2 separate regions of the Oryctolagus cuniculus genome follow, and region 2 is linked to region 1. The links are chromatin contacts, called in public Hi-C maps. All regions are on one chromosome and are shown on one strand. The core of a region is the stretch at or near the end of the contact, and the rest is flanking DNA. Distances in the headings are between cores, read along the strand shown.

What was found. Hi-C and Micro-C count contacts between places; a contact is called where the count stands out from the background.
Region 2: a Hi-C map of embryonic fibroblasts shows a contact between it and region 1, with 4 times the contacts expected there. The contact joins the promoter of TP53BP1 here to the enhancer-like site in region 1. A contact is called at or near these places in 4 of 6 Hi-C or Micro-C datasets (ear pinna, embryonic fibroblasts, psoas muscle and 1 more).

The regions. Positions count from the first base shown.
Region 1 is chr12:66,409,419-66,414,699 of mOryCun1.1, forward strand. TP53BP1 (tumor protein p53 binding protein 1) reads right to left here. Exons shown (of 31, transcript XR_011380882.1): 17 at 2,925-2,982. Among named protein-coding and RNA genes, the nearest start is that of TUBGCP4, 72 kb to the left of the region's middle. Within about 2 kb of position 2,488, at least 2 of the 8 cell types and tissues checked have an H3K27ac peak or open chromatin away from gene starts, as enhancers often do.
Region 2 is chr12:66,484,300-66,489,580 of mOryCun1.1, forward strand. It overlaps TP53BP1 (tumor protein p53 binding protein 1), which reads right to left and starts at 2,736. Exons shown (of 31, transcript XR_011380882.1): 1 at 2,504-2,736; 2 at 2,044-2,161. It also overlaps a transcript of MAP1A not described here.

The DNA.
Region 1 (5,281 bases), core at 1,238-3,737:
GACATATCAGTCCAACACAATGTATGAACCTTATTTGGGTCTTGATGTAGTCGCAGAAATCTGAACACTGAATATTTGATAACAAGAAAAAATGTCAATTTCTTAAAAATATGTTAACAGTAAGGTGGTTAAATTTAAATAAGAATTCTTGGGGCAGCTGTTGTGTGGCTTAGCTACAACCCACGACACTGGCATCCCATATAAGCACCAGTCCTAGTTCATGCCTGATCCTATGCTGAACACTGCAGCCATTTAGGGAGTAAAGCAGCAGATGGATGCGCTCTCTCTCAGTCTCCCCCTCCCCCCTTCTCTCTAATGTTGCCAATTCAAATAAACAAATCAATCTTGCCAAAAAAAAAAAAAAAAAAAAAAAAAAAACCTTGGGTCCAGTGCTATGGCATAGCAGATAAAGCCACTGCCTGCGGTGCCGGCATCCCGTATAGGTGCCAGTTCGTGTCCTGGCTGCTTCACTTCCAATCCAGCTTTCTGTTGTGGCCTGAGAAGGCAGCAGAAGATGGCCCAAGTCCTTGGGTCCCTGCACTCATGTGGGAGTCCCAGAAGAAGCTCCTGGCTCCTGGCTTCGGATAGGCCCAGCTCTAGCCGATGCAGCCAATTAGGGGGTGAACCAACAGATGGAAGACCTCTCTCTCTTTTTCTGCCTCTCCTTCTCCCTCTGCCTAACACTTTCAAATAATAAATAAATCTTTTAAAAATCCTTTTATTTTAGAGATAGCATTTAAGTATTTAAGAGATAAAATGATATAATGCTGGAACTATCTTTAAAATAATACCATAGGAAGGGGAGTGCTGGAGTATTTATAAATGAAGACTGGCCATGAGCTGGTCATTTTTGAAACATGGAGGTACTCTCTACTTCAAACTTTCCATAAATTAACTGAGAAATAAGGCAACTGCAATTAATCTAAACAGAGTTCAGACAATACTTAAAAGCCTCAGCAAAATGCACTGTCAGTGATTTCCTATGGTGGACCCAATAGTAAAATGAATTGTCAAAACATTTAAATCTAGATTCCCATATACAAAGTTTTCTTGACAACACTACCAATGAATATCCTGTTACCCCATGATCCATCATCCCCACTGTCTCTTCAAGTTTTCACTTACTTTTTCCCTCCTTACAGTCACCCCTAAGGCCTGAAGAAGCTTTAGCAGCACATGCTGTACTCTCTTAATGTGCATGGAACAGACTCAAACAAACTGTGCCTGCCAGACAATTCTGAAGTCAGAGAGATCAGACACAAACTCTACTCTTTTCAACCTGTGAGACTGCAAGATCCTTAAAGTGTCTTCTACTGAGTTAAGGACACTTGAGTACTTCTCTTCCAGTTTAAATGTGCAATTTAAATGGGAAAATGAGACCAATTAAACTAAAACATAGCTAAGAACAGATCAAAGGATTCTGAGGGGGCTCAGAAATCTACAAGTCGGCATCACAGTTAGCCCATCAAGTTTTATTTGAAATTTTCTTTCATAGCTCACTAGGCTAATCCTCCACCTGTGGCGCCGGCACACCAGGTTCTAGTCCCAGTTGCTCCTCTTCCAGTCCAGCTCTCTGCTATGGCCCGGGAAGGCAGTGGAGGATGGCCCAAGTGCTTGGGCCCTGCACCCGCATGGGAGACCAGGAAGAAGCACCTGGCTCCTGGCTTCGGATCAGCGCGATGCGCCGGCCGCAACAGCCATTGCAGGGTGAACCAATGGCAAAAGGAAGACCTTTCTCTCTGTCTCTCTCTCTCCCTGTCCACTCTGCTTGTCAAAAAAAAAAAAAAAAAAAAAAAAAAAAAAAAATCTAAAATCTAAATTTCTCTTTAAAAACATAAAGATATAGCAACATTATGTATGCATTCTCAAAAGATGACCACTGGCTGGAGCTGCACAGGAGCACACCCTGCACTTTTTTTTTTTGTTTTTTCCTTTTTGACAGGTATAGTTATAGACAGTGAGAGAGAGAGAGACAAAGGTCTTCTTTCTGTTGGGTCATCCCCCAAGTCCCCCAAATGGCCGCCACAGCTGGCGCTGCGTCGATCCAAAGCAAGGAGCCAGGTGCTTCCTCCTGGTCCCCCACGTGGGTGCAGGGGCCCAAGCACTTGGGCCATCCTCCACTGCCCTCCCGGGCCACAGCAGAGAGCTGGACTGGAAGAGGAGCAGCCAGGACTAGAACCCAGTGCCTATATGGGATGCCAGTGAGCCAGGGTGCCGGCCTGGAAGCACACCCTTCAAATGGGGCACACAGTAAGCTGGCTGTCCTCCTCAACACTCCAGCAGTCTTGCAACGGAGCCTTCTTTACTTATTCATGTACCTGCTTACTTACAAGCCTCTGATTCAAGAATCCTTGCCTGTATTTCAGTGTTGATAGTGTTTTCATATTGGATTCTCATGCCAAAAGCAAATGAAACAATTCCCTAACAGCCACCAGATGGCAAAGCTGCACCACCAAAACCACTCAGGATGAGGTTATACTCTTCCCGAAAGCATTAACGGCATTCATGACAAAGCAGAAATAACGGCTCAACATAGCAGTCTATCTGGCAGGCAGAGGATAAATGGCTTGAGTCTGTGCTGCCTAGGACCTCCAAAGGAACAACATCTATAGCTCTCTCTTGTAAATCCTTTATTACCCCACCAAGCACAACAATCTCAGTCTTGCAAAAGAAAAAGAGGGGGAAAATAAAAAGCACTCTCACATGAACAAGAGGAAAGATCTTTTTTAATGTCTTAGTTCTAACTATAACAAAAGCCTCAGTGGACTTAGAAGCATTAATAAGAAAGCCTATGATGAATTCAACACAAAACTAAATCCTTTATGCTGGAGTTTCAGGTTTTTTCATTTGTTGATAAATAATCTTCCCCTCCACTACCAGTAGCTTTATATTAAATTCCTCTAAACAGCAACTGCTCCGGTTACCTGGCAACAGTCTCAGCAACAGCAGTAGATCCATTTTTTCTTTCACTAGTTGCAGGCTCTGAATAAAAACAAAAGCAAGAACAGAAAGGAAAGAGAAACAGAATTCAGTTAGTACCACATCTCAAAACCACTACCCTGCTCTATTATTTTTTACAACAAATAACAAAAAGAAAAAAAAAAAAAAAACAAGATTAATAGGTGAATGTAAGATTCCTTGTAATTTAATGGCCCAAGTTTCTCTTCTACCAACCATCTTTCAAAATTCTTAGAGCATATGAGTGAAAAACATGAGTTACTGAGCAGCACACTTTAAAATGAAAAATTTCTACTGAGTCACAATTCAACTCTTCTTGTACAAGAAGCAAAAAATATATGAAATAAATACAAAATAAAATTTTTATATTTCAAAATCTAACATCATAAAAATTTTAAAAGCCAATTAAAAATTTAAACTCCTACTAAAATATGTAATAAAATATTTTAGGTTGATGCACAACTTCTTAACGAAGTGCTTCAGAGCAGATATTTTAAAAACACAACATTTTCAAAAAAGAATCTGCAGCAAAGAATTAAGAGTAATACTGAAAAGAGTACCATATTCTCACAACGTCACTATTATCAAGAGATTAAAATTTTTCATTAGCAATTTATTCCAGCCTTAGAGAAAATAATTTAAGATTTTTTATTTATTTGAAAGACAGAGTTACAGAGAGAAAGAGAGATAGTGATCTTCTATCCGCTGGTTCACTCCCCAGCCGGCCAGGATGGCTGGAGCTGGGCCAGGCAGAAGCCAGGAACTTTTTTTAGGTCTCCCAGTGCATGTAGGAGCCCAAGCACTTGGGCTGCTTCTGCTGCTTTCCCAAGCACATTAGCAGGGAGCTGGACTGGAGGTGAAGCAGCTGGGAGCAGGAGGGTCAGGAACTGGCATTCATTTGGAATGTTGGCATCACAGGAGGAGAGGCTTAACCTGCTACATCACAATGCCAGAAAATAATTCCTAACTATCCTTGAATGTGTCTACAATTTCATGACCCAGTAGAATCTACATAGTCCACCAAGGAAGGAGACAGTCTGAAGTTCAGTAGCTAAGAACTCTGGCTCTGAAACAGCAACCTTAGTTCAAGCTAAGTGTAAATTACTTTGTCATTGTTTCCTCACCAAAAGAAAGAGATGGGGTATGGATTTGGCCTAGTGGTTAATTAGCATGCCTGTTAACAGACTCCCTTGTCACTTATCAGACACCTTTGTCTCCTGACTCCAGCTTCCTGCTAATGAAGACCCCAAGACACAGCTTCTCAAAGTGACTGGTTTCCTGCCAACCACGTGGGAGACTTGAATTCCTGGCTCTAACCCAGAGGCACTGGAAGGCAGTTGCAGGCATCTGGGGAGTGGACTGGTGGATGGAATCTCTCTGTTTCTCTTTGTCACTTTGCTGCTCACATGGTTGACAGGGGCCAAAGAAACTGAGATAGGAAGCAGAATCACCAGCACTCTGATATAGGGTAATGACATCCCAAATGACAGCTTAATCAGTTGAGCCATGATACTGTCCCAGGATAACTTTTGTTTTTAAATAGAGATGCTAGGACATCTCTCTCTTTTTTAACGATTTGTATATTTGTTTGAAATACAAAGCCCAGAGAGAGAGAGAGAATCTTCCATCTGCTGGTTCACTCCCCAATGACTGCAACAATCAGGGCTAGGCCAGGACAAAGCCAGAAGCTAGGAGTTTCCTTTGGTTCTTCCATGAGGGTGGAGGGGCCCAAGCACTTGGACCATTTTCTGCTGCCTTCCTACGCATATCAGTAGGGAACTAGATCAGAAGTGGAGCAGCTGACACTTAAACTGGCACCCATATAGGATGCCAGTGCTGCGGCTATAACCGCTGAGCCACAGCACCATCCCAGCAGGATAACTTGTAATAAATACTTTATCATTTCATTTTTATGGTGGTGCTCCAAAGTAGGTATCTTGTATTTCCAATTTATTTATTTATTTTTAAGATTTAATTTATTTGAAAGGGTGAGTTATAAAGAGGGAGGGAGGCAGAGGCCACAACAGCTGGAGCTGGGCCAATCTGAAGCCAGGAGCCAGAAATTTGCAGGCAGCGGCTTTGTGGCTTTACTGGCTATGCCACAGCACCGGCCCCACCTGATCCTTTTAAGAGAGCAAATCTGCCAGCGCTGCGGCTCACTAGGCTAATCCTCTGCCTTGCAGCGCTGGCACACCGGGTTCTAGTCCCGGTCAGGGTGCCAGATTCTGTCCTGGTTGCCCCTCTTCCAGGCCAGCTCTCTGCTATGGCCCGGGAGTACAGTGGAGGATGGCCCAAGTGCTTGGGCCCTGCACCCCATGGGAGA
Region 2 (5,281 bases), core at 1,486-3,985, 75 kb after region 1:
ATACTGATACAGAGAGGGAGAAAGAGACAGAGACAGAGAGACAGAGATGGAGAGAGATATCTTTCATCTGCTGGTTCACTTTTCAAATATTCACAATATTTGGCCAGGGCTGGGCCAGGCCAAACCCAGGAGCCAAGAACTCCATCTGGGTCCCCTATGTGGGTGGCAGGGACCCAAGTACTTGGGCCATTATCAGCTGCCTCAGATGCATTAGCCGGAAGCTGGATTGGAAGCAGAGGAGCCTGGACTTGAACTGGGACTCAATGTGGGATGTAATCATCCCACGAGCAGCTTAACCTACTACACGTCAGTACCTATAGACACCTCTCGTCTTGTTTTCCCCAAGCATCTTTTCTTTGTGAATTATCAGAGCTGGCTTAGATGTTAGGGAGACCTAAAGCAGCTTGAAAGGTTTATGAGGCTCTCTTCCCCTACCCCAACACACACATAATTCAAAATGAGTATAATTAATTGCAATGAAGCTCTCTTTTCATCATAAGGACAACTTTAATACTTCATATTAAATATCAAATATGAAATTATTTTCAGAAAAAAACTAGAGATGCCCCTCTCATTTGATTAAGATTGTGCTTAATTTACCTGTTGGGAATTGATCACTATACATTACAAAATGATAAAGGTCTGGAGACTGAAATGTCCCCGATTTAAACTTAGCTAAACAAACTTAGCCTAGGCCATAATACCTTTCAAAGCACTTAAAAGGTATTATACCTTTCTTCTTTCTGCCTTGTGCCCATTTCAGTATCCACCAATGCTTGCTTTACAAGATTATTAAGCAGTAGTGAGCTCCCAAAAGGTCATACCTGCAGGAGGGGTCAATAGTTAAATGATACACTACAGTGGGCTCCATAGCCACCACAAAGAACTACACCTACCTCTTATTCATACACATCACAGGTCCCCAGTAAACCCCTGGACAAGCTTTTGAATAACATCCTTTTCCACTAGGCTTCTGCCATAGCACACTATAGGTAAACACAAAATAAGTAAAAGCTTAAGACATTAAGATATGGTTTTCAATTCACATGTGTAGTTTCTTAATTTGTTATTCTGCTCTGTTTTACACATATGTGCATCAATGATTTCTGCCTTTGGACATAAAATTCTGGAGCAAAGATACCAGCACTCCACACTGTTTGTTTTGGAGCATCTTGCATAGTGCTCCGTGCAAATTGACATCTAAAAGTATTTTCTCATAGTATGATACAGGAACCACCCAATGGCTGGGATGTTAATAGGAAAGGAGCGATAATTAAGAGATGCCCATGGCTCATCTTTCTGCAACATTGTTTACCTTTGGCAAAGAGTTTTCTGAATATTCATCCGGCACACAAATGCAGCTTTCATACTATCATAGTTTGTGTTTGCAGCTGTAATTAATAAAACCCAATCCTAACAGGCCTGAGACCATAAGCCTGACTGTTTGCCCCTTCCATCTGATCACGATCTTTCCCAACATCACTCAGAGCTATTGTCTAACCTCTTTGTTGGACCTGATGAAAGCACAGCTCATGGTTAACTCCTGCTGACCCTTATACTGAGACTCTGTGCTAAAGGCTTCATCTCCATGGTTGCTATGGAGACTGTCCCCTACCTCTCTCCACAACCTCTCTCTGGCTCTGTCTTCTCACAGCACTCTTTTCTCATTGCAAAAGAGGAGGCCTGCACATTTGTCCATGCTCTTTTCCAGATTCATATCTGCAGACTGGGGGGAGGGAGGCAGGAGAAAAGTGTGGAACACTGCCTTGTGTCATATGGGGTGAGGCGCCTCCACCCCCTGATGTTCCGCCAATACTCCTAACTCCCCCTCTCTGCTACAAAAACGATTTTCTAGATTGGTTACAGAATGACTGGCCATTTTGCTCTAACACCAGTCCCATGATGGGAACCGAGACAGCTGTGAGGTACTTAACATGCAGACACCGCCCAATCTGGACGTGGCTCACGGGCAGCCTTGCTGACTCAGGTGCGTGCTGCCTTCTACCCTGTACCATTTCAGACGTGGAAGACAAAGCAACAAACCGAAGACGAGTGCTGCTGGAACTCTTAGGGTGAAAGACAGGCCATCTGTCCAGTGCGTACACAGGCAGGACGATTCAGTATCCTGGAAGCCTCTGTTTTGCGAGCGGACAGGGGAGACCTGGGGAGGAATGGGAGGTAGACATACAGCACCCTGCTCACAAAGACGTTCGTCAGGCACAGACAGTGCCAGGTCTCCTCGGTTCTCTCCCCCATCCCCAGGCTCTGTAGTTCTGGAACTGCCAACCTCTCCTCGGGTTCAAACATTGCCCCCCTTTCGCTGTGAGAATTCCCCGAAATACCACAGTGCCCCGAGGTTAGCCATTCCACTGTGTCACATCGCTTGCAGTTGGGGAGGTCTGTGCCTGCGTTTTACTCACATCCCCGCGTGCTGCAGTCTGAGCTCGAGGCACTCAGCAGAGATGGAGACTAGCCAACCACTATCTTTGGAATAACAACTCACCAGGGACTCGGGGCCGGAAGGTCATTCTGTCCCCTCCAATACTGCGCAGCTTTCCTGTGCACTACCAGAGCCTGGGGCAAGGACAGAGAAACCGAGGACGCAGGCCAGCACCACTCTGGGAGGCAGTGACCAAAAAAGAAAAAAAAAAAAAAAAAAACAGCGCCAGACAATGAGACTACACTGGCATAGACGATACAAACTCCAGAACTGACAGGGACAAGATGGCTCCCCCCAGTTCGGGCGAGGCTGCGGAATTGCCAGACAGTACTTATTAGGGACCCGTCCTAACTAGAAGCTTTTCTTCCGGCGCCGAGGCAATCGCCTAGCCCCTCCAGTGAGCCCCCATCTCTGCTCAAGTCGGAGTGGCAGCTCTCTCTCTGGAAAACCAGGGTGGTTGAAAGGGGCAGCCACCACCCCCTGGCGGAGCCGAACCGCAGAGCCGGGGCTGCCGGGCCCCAGCCCAGCCCCCTGCGGCGCCTACGCTCCGCCCCCTGACAGGCAGCAGCCAATGAGCGACTCCTGCCGCCGGCCTTTAAGAACCGCGCGCACTCTCCCTGCAGCGGACACGGCCGGCCTAGCACTCCACCGGTGTTTCCATGGAGACCGAGGCCGGGCCCGCGCGGCCTCGCGGCGTTGCCATGGAGACAACTCCCGGGCTGGGGCTCCGCAGCCCCGGCTCACCGCTGGCTCAGAACCCCGTCGAGCCGCTGTGCGAGACCGGAACCGCGGTGGCGGCGGCAGCACGCTGGGACCTGCGAAAACATTCTTTGCTCATCGTGATCGGCGATATCGGTACAGAGAGTCAGCTGAGGGCCGTGCGGGCCCACCTTGAACAAGGTGAGCCGCCGTCCCGTCTGTGCTTCGGGCACCTCCATCCCGGGCTTCTCCGCCATCTGCATTCACCCTCCCCCCCCCCCCAGGTGCAATCTGCACCCTCCATCCCTAGTGTGCACTCCCTGGAATCTAAGCCCCGTCACTTGCGTCTTCCATGCCCTGTGTTCGTAAGCTCCCGAGCTGCTAACATCTCGCTTCCCCGTTCTTCCCGAATCCCCGGAGTGTTCCGCAGTCTCCCTGAGCTGGAGGAACTCTGTGCCGCCCCTGGGCCCCCTCTGGCCACACCCCTCTCCCGCAATCTTGGGCCCGATGTCCTGGAAGTCTTAAGGGTTTCCCAGAGAATCAGTGTCCCTACCTTACAGCTTCTTCTTTATAGAGTCCCTGAACCCGCACTAGGTGCTTTCTGAAAGCCACGAACAAATCTCAAATCCCTGACTGCGGGCGGCCAACCCGAGAGAATGACCTTCGTGGCTCGGGGCTCCTCGTGCGCGCCTCCCTCCGCAGTTGCCGAGCCTGTGGCGCAGTGCTGCGGAGACACCTGCGGGGGGAAGCCAGCCCCGGAGGGGTGGAGGCAAGGAGGGGGCCATAGGAGAATCTGCAAGCCCGCTCGGCCGTAAGAATCTGGTGGGCAGAGGCCCTTGGGTGTCACCTTTAAGACAACTGGGCAACCTTACAAGAAAATTCCTATCTACAGATTCAAGAATGACGGGGGTTTAGTCTCAACTCTGCCCTCCACTCTTTGGCTGGGGCCAAGCCCAGAAAAGGGGCAGTTGGGAGTCATTCCCAGGTGCTAGCCACCTTCTTAGAGCTTCCAGGGAGTCTTGATCATGGCAGCTGTCATGTTTGAGTCCCGCCCCACCCCTGCCTTGTCTATCACCCTCGTTGTTTCTTTTTCTTTCACAGGGATTCTCTCCTGGAACATTGACTTATCCTCCTTTGACTTGAACCAACAGTTGAGACTCTTCATTACCCGGCACCTAGCTCACTTCTCCTCAGAGGTCAAAGGTTAGGACTAGTGTCATTTGTGTCAGAGGTCCAGTCTCCCTGGCAGACCTGGCCCTGTGGGATGTTGGGGTGGGGGGCAGGGAGGGACTCCTGAGGGGAACATGGCCATAGAGCCATCAGCTATCCATGGGACACTTTGCAGACAGTTGGTAAGATGGGGCGGGAGTCAGGAGGATGTAATTTCTCCGTGAGAAGAGTGTGGTTTGTGGACAGGCACGGAGGGAATGAGCTGTTCCTCTTGAGTGATCCATCATTTCCCATGCAAAATCTCGCTCTCTTCCTTTTCTGCATATCCCAGCCTCCTTCCCTCCCCTTACAGAGAACCCCAGAGCTCCCATCGCTTCCCCAGACTTCTAGCATTCTCCCTCCGGCTGCACAGCCTGCCTTCCGGGTGTCAGGTCTCTGCTTCTTCCACTGGTTCAGTCAGCAGGTCTCCAGAGCAGAGCAGAGTCCTGGTGCCAAAGGCTGATGAGCATCATCAAATCTAGGATGGACGAAGCAGCTCCTGGAGGGTTTTTTTTTTTTTTTAAGATTTATTTATTTATTTAAAAGGCAGAGTGACAGAGAGGGAGGGAGGTGGAGAGAGAGAGAGAGAGAGATCTGTCTGCTGGTTCACTCTCTAAATGGCAATGTCCCCACCTGGGGCCTGGGCCAGGAACTCCATCCCCCACCCTCCATTCCCCCACACCCCCATCTCTCCACCCATGGTGCCACAACAGTGGCCCTCCTGGAGTTATTGCAGTCTAGTTGCAGTCTGAGTAGTTCCGTCCAGAGGTCAAAACTCACGGAATGCAGTTTCCCATTCTGCTGGGTGGGATACATGCATTAGAGATTTGGGAAAATCAGCTTTTTTTTTTTTTTTCTTTTTTTTTTTGACAGGCAGGGTGGACAGTGAGAGAGAGACAGAGAGAAAGGTCTTCCTTTGCCGTTGGTTCACCC